Linked DNA regions of Mus musculus: all the other regions are linked to region 1. Evidence: chromatin contacts called from public Hi-C and promoter capture Hi-C data. All regions are on one chromosome and are shown on one strand. The core of a region is the stretch at or near the end of the contact, and the rest is flanking DNA. Distances in the headings are between cores, read along the strand shown.

Region 1 (3,569 bases), core at 460-2,959:
CAGGTTGTCTAGAACAGCACACAGCTCTTGACTCTGGGCCAGCTCTCCAGCCCATGCCAGGTACTTAGGAAGCACATTGCTTGTATTAACTTAGCTAACTCTCACAGGAGTCCTACCTTACAAGTTAGGAAACTCAAGCACAAGGGTGGGTAACTGTCTTTTAGATCTCAGAGATGGAGCTGGGGTGAAGGAAGTAGGATGTACAGTCAGGGAAGACGTTTCAGAACTGATTTTTTTACCCATCCACACTACATCACTACCCTTAGTAGCACTGTAAAAATTGCAAACAAGCAATATTTCAGTGTAATAATGTTTTCCTACATACTCATAAAACATGAATATCCACAATGGAAACATTCATGTGAGACTCAGTAAAACAAATGGTGTTCATTCTTCTTTCCCACTTAGACTAAGGAAAAGACATATATGGCAAAGTAACAATTACTGGGAAGCTGGTTGACAAGGTAACCAGTCACTGGGACATTGGTTCAACACCCACCCAACCTAATACTCCTCCCTGTCTCCATGGTATTTTAAGTAAAGCCAAGAGGGAAGGTGAAAACCAATCTTACGCCTAACAGCATGAAAACCATGTCTCAAATACCTTAGTGTCATCTATATTCCACATAGTCTCCATTTCTATCTGCAACTGGTCTGAAGTCTGGTTTAGAAGCTTCCCAGGTGACTGTCATGGGCAGCCAAGGTTGAGAACTACTGATTTTCTTTTCTCATACAAGAAGACACAGAAGAAAGCCTGGTGCTACAAAAAGCTAAGGTAAGCCACAGTCCAAAGTTTCCAAGTCACTATTATACTGTGCCCAAGTGCAGCTTCTACTCATTCCAAGAAACATGCTCCCAGAAGATGCTGGGATGGCTGGTCGATGATTACACTGAGCAACAAGGCCATGCTACCTGGACTATTAGCCTTACAATTATGGCTATATACAGTATCCAAGAAATACGAGAAGTGAGAACATGAAGTTGCTTGTCCAGCAGTGCTAAAAAAAAAAACATTAGAACATTATGTTCCTGGTCCCAGCTTTGGATATATCAAAGCAAGTGGATGAAAAGGAGGTTTCGTTTTGTTTTGTTTTGAAGTTTACTTCTATATTTTATAGCACAAAACTAGCTAAGTATTCAACAAATTCAATGAATGAATGAATGAATGGGAAGAATATACAAACACAGCTGATCACATTTTAAAGTCCTCTGGGAGCTATATTCACCTCTATAGATGCAGAAAGCCATACAATTAATGATCAAATTTGCTGTTCCATCCATTTTGCTTTGTTATTCTACGGAAATTCCCTCAACGTTATTGTCCCTTTAAATCTCAGTCTTCCTGAACAGTGGTGTTTAACAATTCTAATGGAAAGAGAAGGAATACCTAAGAGAAAAATTGTGTTAAGTCCCAAAATCCAAAACAAAAATACGTATTGGTATAAGATGGCCAAACAGTTCGGTCCAACTGAGGGAAGAGCTGGGTTATCCGAACGAAGTATCACACGCTCTTACCTACGATGGTGGCGGGAGGTGGGTTCGGGCTGTAATGCTTTGTTACTGTCCGGGGTCACTGGTGGACTAGTATAGTACCTGAACGGGAAAACTCAGACTAAAAAGGCGGCAGACCAAGCTTCAGCAGCTTTGGCTTACTTCCCGTTTCCCAGCGTCCCCTCGCACGTTAGAGAATGCAACCAGCGCCCAAACACAAGATGGCATTATCGACTTCATTCGGTTGGAAGCCACTGCCAGCACCTACGATGGCGCCCGAAGCCCTGGCTAAGGTAATGGGATAGCCGGAAAGAACTGCCCAAACGAAAAATGGCTTCTGTCGATGATATCAACGCTTTATGGAGACCAAAATAAAAATGGCGGCCAAAGCGGATTTTTTTTTTTTTTTTAAGAGGTTGGAAAAGCCACAAATACAATTGGCAGATAATGTATCACTGTACGTCAACGATATGTACTGATGGACAACAACAACAAAAGCCGTGTTTTTCGTATCACAAAACTATAGGGCAAGAGTAGAAAATATTTTTAATGAGGAAGATTAAAAGATACGTTGAAAAATAAAGGTGCCTTTCACGGTGCCAGAGAAAAGCGAAATAAAATATGTTTAAACATAATTTCATAATGCTTCGGGTGGTTCAAAAGAATAAAAGACTTATCTCTGAAGAAAAAAAAAAGAAAGGCAAAGCCAAGGAAATTAACCAACCGGATCCGGCACTGAATTGAAGACTCCCGACTTCTGCCAACCCCGCTCCTAGACTGGGCGGAAGTTTCCTGCATGGCGACAGGCTCTGTCTGCGCATGTTCGCTCTCTGACGTCACTCGGACCGGCAGGGCGGAGCCAGTTTCTACAGCTTAGGGCGTCCTGAGAGAGGTGGGAATTGACAACTGAGTGACAGGGCAAGGCGCCTTGTGATTGGTCAGAACAGAGGAAACGCCACCTAGGACTGGTAACAGCTTCATTCGTTCTACAAATACCTTTCGAGAGAGCAGAGAGCCGCACGCTCTGCCACCTTCTTGGTGCTGTGATGTGATGTGATGTGACCTTTCAATTTTGGTAGCGCGCACAGACAGAATACACGTCTGCCCGTAAGATTTCCGGTGACGGCCGCAGCTTTCCTTTGCGGGAGCTTCACGCAAACCCCGGAAGAGGGGCGGGGGAAGGAGGGGTGGTGCGCGTGAGCATAGAGTTGCGCATGCGCCTTCTTGCCGCGCAGGGCAAAGGTGGTGGCGCTCCGCTGCGTGGTTGGTTGCTGTGCAAGCGCGATTTCTGGTTTCTGGTGGTGAAGGTGGCCTGACCTAGAGGTGCAGCTGCTGGTGGGCAGGTGAGAGGGGCCAGGCCGCTGGTGGAGAAGCCAGCCTGCGGCCTCACCGCGTCCCCGCACGGAAAGGTCGCGAGTGGTTGGGACAAGGGTATTTGGGGGCGGGGATACAGAGGCACCTGGCTACCGGATTGGCCCAAGGACAGCTTTCAAAGTAGCTTCAGAGCGGGGCGGTGGTGGTGCACGCCTTTAATCCCAGCACTTGGGAGGCAGAGGCAGGCGGATTTCTGAGTTGGAGGCCAGCCTGGTCTACACAGTGAGTTCCAGGACAGTCAGAGCTACACAGAGAAACCCTGTCTCGGAAAACAAACAAACTAAACAAAACAACAACAATAAAAACAAAGTAGCTTCAGGATGTGACTATCTGATGATGGATCAGTGTGGGTGAGGAGGAGTGACCAATATCAGGTAGAGTTTGAATAGAGCTTCCTCAAACTCACATGCACAAGAATTGTAACTGAAATGACAGACCCATAATGCCACAGGAACTGGAAATACCTTTAAAATGCACGTTATTTACAGTTGCTGGCATCTTGAGAAAGCAATAAGTTGACACGTTGGGGGAAATGAACAGCCTAAACTACTCAAGGCAAGCAAAAAGACAGTTGTCATTCTGGAGTTTTACTCTCGGGTTGTTAGCCAGTTTCTGAGATTTACATATCTCTCATCATTTCTTGCTTTTTCCCCTTATTCTCTGAACATGACCCAGGCACCTCAGTGGACACAGAGTCTGGTTAG
Region 2 (3,569 bases), core at 271-2,770, about 12 Mb before region 1:
TATTTCCACTTAAAAGAACCTAGTACTGATCAATATTACTGAAAATAGGACACAAGTAATTTATATTATTTGCCAATTTCCAGAAACAGGGTCTCTACAGAGTAAGCTTAAAACTTTAAGCTGTGAACACATGCTTTTTCATTTCAAGAGCCTTTATTATTTTATTGAGACACGTTCTCTCTATGTATTTCTGCCACTTCTATGTAGACCACACTGGCTTTGAACTCATGACATCCGCCTCTGCCTTTTGTGCTGGGAATAAAGGTGTGCACGACCATGCCTGGGCCAACATTTTTTTTTTTTTGGTTTTTCGAGACAGGGTTTCTCTGTGTAGCCCTGGCTGTCCCGGAACTCACTTTGTAGACCAGGCTGGCCTCGAACTCAGAAATCCGCCTGCCTCTGCCTCCCAAGTGCTGGGATTCAAGGCGTGCGCCACCATGCCCGGTTTCATTTTTTTAAGCTTATCAGTTTATGAACGATGGATTCCACACAGAGCAAGGAGGAAGCTGGCCCTATAGATGAATTCGGAGCCAGCTTGATACTGCTCTTGCCACTCTCTCACCAAGGTCCTCCGACTCAACAATCAATCTGAAGTGCTGTTTGCTTAGTAGTTTAGGTACATTCCCTCAATCATCATTGCACAAGTCACTGTAACAACTTTACAAAAAGAGTTACAAACTTACTTGCTTCATTCTACGGAAGCAAGGGAGTCAGAGCTATGCTTACTAAGTTCCAGGATTTTTTTGAAAGCAGTTCTATATGAAAACAGCTCTAGGGATGCTGGCTTAACAATGTTCTCCAAGGTAACCATATTTCTCTGTCCAACCACCTCATCCCCACTTCTTTAGGCCACAATGCTTCGCCCTAACATTGGTCACGCCCCCAAAGATGATCACCCCTATTTCTGGTCCTCAGCTACCCACAGAACCCGGTCATCTTTCTCTCTTAAGGAGAGAGCAGTACGACCGAAACATAGTAGAGTGAGAGTCAGAAAGATGCTCCACTCCCATGGTTCATACTGTAGTTTCCTGGAGTTGGACCTCAGAAACGGCAGCCGTGCCCCGGGCCTCATTTCCAGCTGGGAGTCGCTTCTTACATCCCCCGGCCCCAAACTGCTGCTCTCCTCCGGGTATGGCAAACTCACCGCCACGGTTCTGCACATAAAAAAGCCTGATGCCAGGTTGCAGAGACACCACGTGGAGGAAAGGACAACATCCATGTCTTATTGAGCCTAAGAAAAGGGAAGAGGTCCCTGGTGCCGCGGCGTTGCCAGACGGCCAGGCAGGAGCGCTCACTTACCTGCTCGATCTCGGTCAGCGCCGCCAAGGCGACTCGGTCCCGGGTTCCGCCCCGGTCGCGGTCCCGGGCCAGAAGAGTTTCTCTCCTGTTCTCCTCTTCCTCCCAGAGGCTCCGCCTGAGAAGCCGACGTCCAGGAGGCGAGGAACGGTTAAGCGCCGGTAGTGGCTTCCCGCGCGCCGCAAGCTGCAATGTGCGCAGGCGCTAGCATCCCGGTTCCCGTCGACTCCCGCCTCCCCGCGACGGGCAGCTACGCGAGCCAGTAGAAAACTTGGCTCCGCCCAGGTGTGGCGGCAAAGACAGTGTAGGTTCCGGGTTAGGCACTATCCTAGAAGATCCGGTTGAGGGAGCTCTGATTGGATGTTGTGGAGAGGGTGGAGTCAACGCGCTTAGCTGTGGAAGGCTTGGTTAATAAGAGATATCTGTCTTTGCTAGATCTGGCTCCCTTCTTCTGTGTGTGTTGGGATGATATCTTGTGGAGACTCGTGAAGCTTCAACGTGGAGCTTCACTGGTTGATGCTAACTAGGGAGACAACAGCATGGCTTCAATAAGGCTCTGGACTGAACCCAGCACATAGACACCCGTAGTGTAGGAACCCGGTGGAAGGCTAAATCTGAGAGTCTGTGGAAGTCCTTGTGGTCAAATATGGTCAAATATCTTAGCTGAGCGCACCCTTCCTAAGGTGAAGCTACTTAGAGTTGACAAGCAGATGAACTTATAAGAGAACAAATTTTAGTCTAGTGAGAACTGAGGTCGAAGAGGCGGGCAAGGGGACAATGGTAGTTGACTTTCTATGCAGTGCAAATTGAGTTTCCTGCTGGCTCCAGCTGCGGCGCAGTACCACCTCATTTAAGACACTGAATTTGTTTTAATCTGGAGCTGTCTAGATACCTAGCATAGAAATGGAGCCATTTCGCGTGGGAAATTGGGAAACTGCTTCGTGTATCAAAACCCAAAGAGCTAACTTTGCTGAGACCTGATTCTTTGCTTCATCTGCCCGGCTAGGAGAGCTGTTTGTAAGTGGCTTTGTTCAATTAAGTACTTTAATCTGTATTTTGTTACCAACCTCTCGGCTCCTTTTGCTCATGTTACTAAGGGAACATTTGTTTTTAGATTTAAGAAACGAGAATGGCTGTTCAATATAGGTCACTTCCCACTGGAGTTAAGTGAGTGAAAAGTTTTCATTATTGAAAGAATTAAGTTGGAGTCTGAGTTTCAAGGATGAATAAGTGCCTTTGGAGCAGTAGTTACACAAAAATATGTAGTAAACCTGGGGATAAAGTAGTGGTAGGTCCCAGGACTTTTCCTGAGGGAGAACTTGACCTTTATTCTTTCAGTAGCCCTTGAATTTGGGAGATTAGAGATGCCTCTGATTCTAAAGGACTGGCCACTGACACAGTTGAGCGTATTCGTCAAGGTTCTCTAGAGGATAGAATCTCTCTCTCTCTCTCTCTCTCTCTCTCTCTCTCTCTCTCCCTCTCCCCTTCCTCTCCTCCACCCCTCCCCCCTCTCCCTCTTTCTCTCCCCTTCCCCTCCCCTCTCTCTCTCTTTCTCTCCCCTCCCCCTCCCCCTCCTCCACCATTCCACCACCCCCATATTAGTCAGGGTTCTCCTTGCCTCAATCTCCTGGCATTAAAGGTGTGTACTACCTTGTTTAGCCTAAACTTTTCATGGCCACTATGCCCCAAAATCTCCATGCCAAGATGCAGGTTAGAAACTTGTGTCTTCCAGCCTCAAGATCTGGATCACAGGTGTGTCCTCCAATTCTGGATTGTAGTTCATTCCAGATATAGCCAAACTGACAACCAGGAATAACCACTACAATCCATCCCTTGTCAACTTGACATAAATAATATCTCATGTCCAGACCGTCAGTGAGTGTTAGGACTGTCACCTTCAGTGTATGTGTGAGTGTCTGTGTAATGGTGGTTGAACACAAGGCCTGCTCAGCATGCTAAGCAAAATCTTTGCCCACTCTTCAATTTTGGACTTGGCAGTTTCTAGAGTCAGTGTTGAAAGCTGGGCATACACATAGTTACTTGCAGCTTCAGCACTGTGTCTTTTGGGTATCATCAGTGTGATTGTGATGTGAGTTTGCCTACCTGGTAACCAGCTGCCTCCTCTGTAAAGCACGAACACTAATAATATTCTTGGGAAGAGCTTCACATGGGTCTCTGTCCAAATTAGCATCCAGAAATAGAACTGAATTATGTTTTATACTTTATGTACACAGTAACTTCATTTGCCAACAGTCCTAAGGAAATGATTGGCT
Region 3 (3,569 bases), core at 359-2,858, about 10 Mb before region 1:
TCACAATTAAAAACAGCCAACAACACTGCTTCTATCGAAGCTTGTATGGTCAAAGGTTTGACAATCTTGAATGAGAACTAAAATGTACAGGGGAACCAAAAAGTTAAACAGCTGGGGGGGGGGGTGCGGGGAAATAACATCAATCTTAGAAATAGAAATGATACTTTGTATAGGCGATAGAATTTTTGTTTGTTTTGCAAGAGGGTCTCATTACGTAAGCCTTGGTTTGCTTTGAACTCTGTGTATATCTGGCTGACCTCCAAAACTCAAGCCTACCTCTCTCCCAAGTGCTGGGAGTAAAAGTATGTGCCACGCCTTGGCCCGATATACGTTTAAACGAGTTCTCCGTTAAATTACAAATTTTACCGTCAGATTTATGGATTAGCATTAGAAAAACTGGGGTGGTGGTGAATAAATAGCTAATTCCTCTTCTACCCAAAATTAGATAGACCTAAAACCGATAAATCAAACTTAACCATATTAAGAGACACAACCAAAACAGTTCAAAGTGTCTGTTACGAAAAAGTGGCTCTCCCTTTGGAAGACCCCCCCCCCCCAGGAGAACACAATGTTTATAAAGAAATAATGGTTCAGCTTAGCAATTTGTCTTTGGAGAACACAAAAATATACTAGGATTGTCACCAAAACAAAGCTTTTGGTTTCTTCTAAGACAGGAAGTGAGAAAGTAAATAACTTCAGCGGGAGAAATAGGTTCTTGGAGAGAGGCGGTTCTAAAGCCGAAAGTGGGAGGGGACACATGTGCCCGGAACTTTTCCAATCCAGAAATTCTAACTTAGAGTACAAAGTCGAACTCGACAGAATTACGCGAACGACAAAAGCAACACTCACGAATCGGAACGACTTAAAAGTCTGCCTGTAAACTAGCAAACTAACGGAGGCAGGAAGTGAAACACAGCGAGCTGCCCGGCATTCGTACAGCAAAGCCCGCCAGGGAGAAAGAGCGCTCCCCTAGCCTAGTCCTTCGTAACTAGCTGCTGCCCGCGCACGCTTAACTGCAACAAATGGCCAGGCTCGGGTGGAAAACAAGCGATCCAGCCAACGGGAACTCCGGGCTCAAGACAGTGGACCAACCAGCGGTCCCTACCCTGCCAACCTTGCTGCCCGCGCTAGGGGGGCTGACTAGCCTGGGCGCCCTTTGGAGCTCAGTGAGCGGCGCGGAGGGAACAAAGCCGTGGGCGGAGCCTGGGGTGCCCCGCTTCGCAGGCGGGGGAGGAGCCGCCCAAGCCCCCAAAGCCCCCTACTCGCCCTCGCTCCGCCCAGACCGCCTCCGGAACCGCGAACCCGCGAAGCGGCCCGTGAGGCAGCTTGGGGCGGGCGCCCATCCCCGAGGGCCTCGGCCTAGACCTGCCACGCCGGGTCCCCACTCCGGCGTACTGGCCGCCTCCTCACCTTCTCCTCCACGCAGTTGACAATGATGGACGGGTACTTGCGGCTGAGCCAGCGGAAGAACGCCGGGACTCCCATGACCAGCGGGCAGCTCGAAACAGCAGCCGGGCCAGCGGGAGAGTGTAACCAACGAGACTAGCAGGAGCGGCAGCCGCGGGCACCAGCACTTCCTCCCACGTGCGTTCAGCGGCCGGAAGTTACGTCATACCACCACCGCGGGGGATGCAGGGAAAGGAGCTCGGTTAAGTGGAAGTTCATTTAGACTGCCGGAGTGGAGGCCCGGCTGGGCGAGCTGTAGACCTGGCTCGCCGCGTTCTCTGGTAAAGCCTTTGAGAGCCGACTCCTGGCGGATGCCTTCTCCGGCAATCCAGCCAAGAGCGCCGGCCACATTAGGCCCGCAGCCGCAAAGTCCTTGTGTGGCCGAGACTTTGGAAAGGCGTGGCCTATCTTACTTCCTTTCTCACAATCAGTCTTGAGCTGAATAGAAGCATCTACACTCTAGTTTCCATTTCCTGGTTTCTCTCATTTCTATGCTGCTGTGCCTGGCCGAACTATGAAAAAGCATCCTCAAGTGTTTTGCAATTTTTTTTTAAAATCTGCTTTGCATAAGCAACTTTTTAAAAATATGTTTAAGATTTATTTTTAGTTACGCAATGTGTGTATATGTACATGTGGCTTTGTGAACGAGTGCTGGTACCTGTGGAGGCCAGAGGTTTCAAATCCCCTGGAGCTGGAGTTACAAACAGCAGTATTCAGCCTGCTGTGGCTGCCAGCAATCAAACTCTACTTTGGAAAAACAGCATGAACGCTTTACTGCTGAGCCATCTCTCAGCCCAACGAGGTCACTTTAAACAGTTGCAGAGTCTAGCCAAAATTTGCTAATATCACGTTCTAGCATTTATTGAGTACCTGTGATGTGCTTAGGCAAGGAACTAAAGAATTTTCTTATTTAATCACCAGTTGAGCCTTCTGTGCTGGCTGGCCGTGTCATTTGGGTGACTCCAGTGTAAAAAATATTCTCCAAACAGAAAAAGCAGTTTATTAGATTACGTGCATGCAGCAGGCAGGAAAGTAAAAAGCTAAAAGGGGCTTGTTTTGAGGAAGCCTGTTTCTATGTGGGCAGTAACAGCCTGGCCTTGAGGCAGTGATTGTTTGCCTGAGTCAGGCACAGTGTAACAACTCCACCCATCCTGTGGTCTTGCTCTACCGTTTTTGGGGGGGGTTTGGTTTTTTGTTTTTGTAACACAGATAACGGGTTATCAAAGAGCTAAATTGCTTGCTTATTCATACTGCTTGTATTTCACTTTAACCAAGGGTCATTTAATCCTCTGTTCTCAACCAACATGATATTTGTATCCCTTCTTTTCTGGTGGCTTCAAATGTACCCTGTCATATCCCCCATCCCACCTGCAGCATATGAAAGAAGTCTAGAAAGAGGAGGGAGGTATCTGCCCATTTGCTCAAGCTTGAAAGTCTCTTCCCTGAATCCCCCCTAGGCCTGACAAATCACAATCACAAAGGCTCACCTTAAGAGACCTCTAAAGTGTTTCTCTGCTGCTTGTCAGGCAGTAAAGGTTGCCCCTTCCTCAATGGTTTAATGACTTCATTTAAATGCTAATGTAGAGGTAACTTAAATGCTTAGAGAGGTAGCTAGCCTATGTTTAGTTTTAGAATAGTGTATATATACACATATGTGTGTGTACACGTATATGTGTTTGTGTGTGTGTGTTTAAGAATATTATTTGGAAATAGCCCCTTCTTAAGAGTTTGTGTCCTCTGGGATGTGCTATGTTCTTTTTTTTTTTTTTTTTTTTTTTGGTTTTTCGAGACAGGGTTTCTCTGTATAGCCCTGGCTGTCCTGGAGCTCACTTTGTAGACCAGGCTGGCCTCGAACTCCAGAAATCCGCCTGCCTCTGCCTCCCGAGTGCTGGGATTAAAGGCGTGCGCCACCACGCCCGGCTGTGCTATGTTCTTATATGAACACAAATTCATAGGCAGTTGGATAGGAGCAGGCAGCTTGCTACATTGAGCCCCTCCCCCAGAGTCCATCACAAGTGGTTTTGAACTTTGAAATGTAAAAAGAAGGCAAAGCTGCATAAAATGATAAGCACCGAAACTTCCTAGTCTGGCAAAGAGGCCACACACCAGTAATCCTAGCACTA

Evidence for each region. Promoter capture Hi-C pulls out the DNA fragments that hold promoters and counts their contacts. Hi-C and Micro-C count contacts between places; a contact is called where the count stands out from the background.
Region 2: a contact with region 1 is called in a Hi-C map of CD8 T cells, with 8 times the contacts expected there. The contact joins the promoter of Nxt1 here to the promoter of Slx4ip in region 1. A contact is called at or near these places in 2 of 39 promoter capture datasets (liver and pre-B cells) and 2 of 484 Hi-C or Micro-C datasets (CD4 T cells and CD8 T cells).
Region 3: a promoter capture Hi-C map of pre-B cells shows a contact between it and region 1, with 4 times the contacts expected there. The contact joins the promoter of Xrn2 here to the promoter of Slx4ip in region 1. A contact is called at or near these places in 1 of 39 promoter capture datasets (pre-B cells) and 1 of 484 Hi-C or Micro-C datasets (pre-B cells).

What each region holds. Positions count from the first base shown.
Region 1 is chr2:136,890,308-136,893,876 of GRCm38.p6, reverse strand. Slx4ip (SLX4 interacting protein) reads right to left here and starts at 1,709. Exons shown (of 8, transcript NM_028834.3): 1 at 1,516-1,709. Mkks (McKusick-Kaufman syndrome) reads left to right here and starts at 2,471. Exons shown (of 6, transcript NM_021527.2): 1 at 2,471-2,834.
Region 2 is chr2:148,670,566-148,674,134 of GRCm38.p6, reverse strand. It overlaps Nxt1 (NTF2-related export protein 1), which reads right to left and starts at 1,520. Exons shown (of 2, transcript NM_019761.6): 1 at 1,300-1,520.
Region 3 is chr2:147,011,038-147,014,606 of GRCm38.p6, reverse strand. Xrn2 (5'-3' exoribonuclease 2) reads right to left here and starts at 1,608. Exons shown (of 30, transcript NM_011917.3): 1 at 1,411-1,608. The coding sequence starts at 1,485.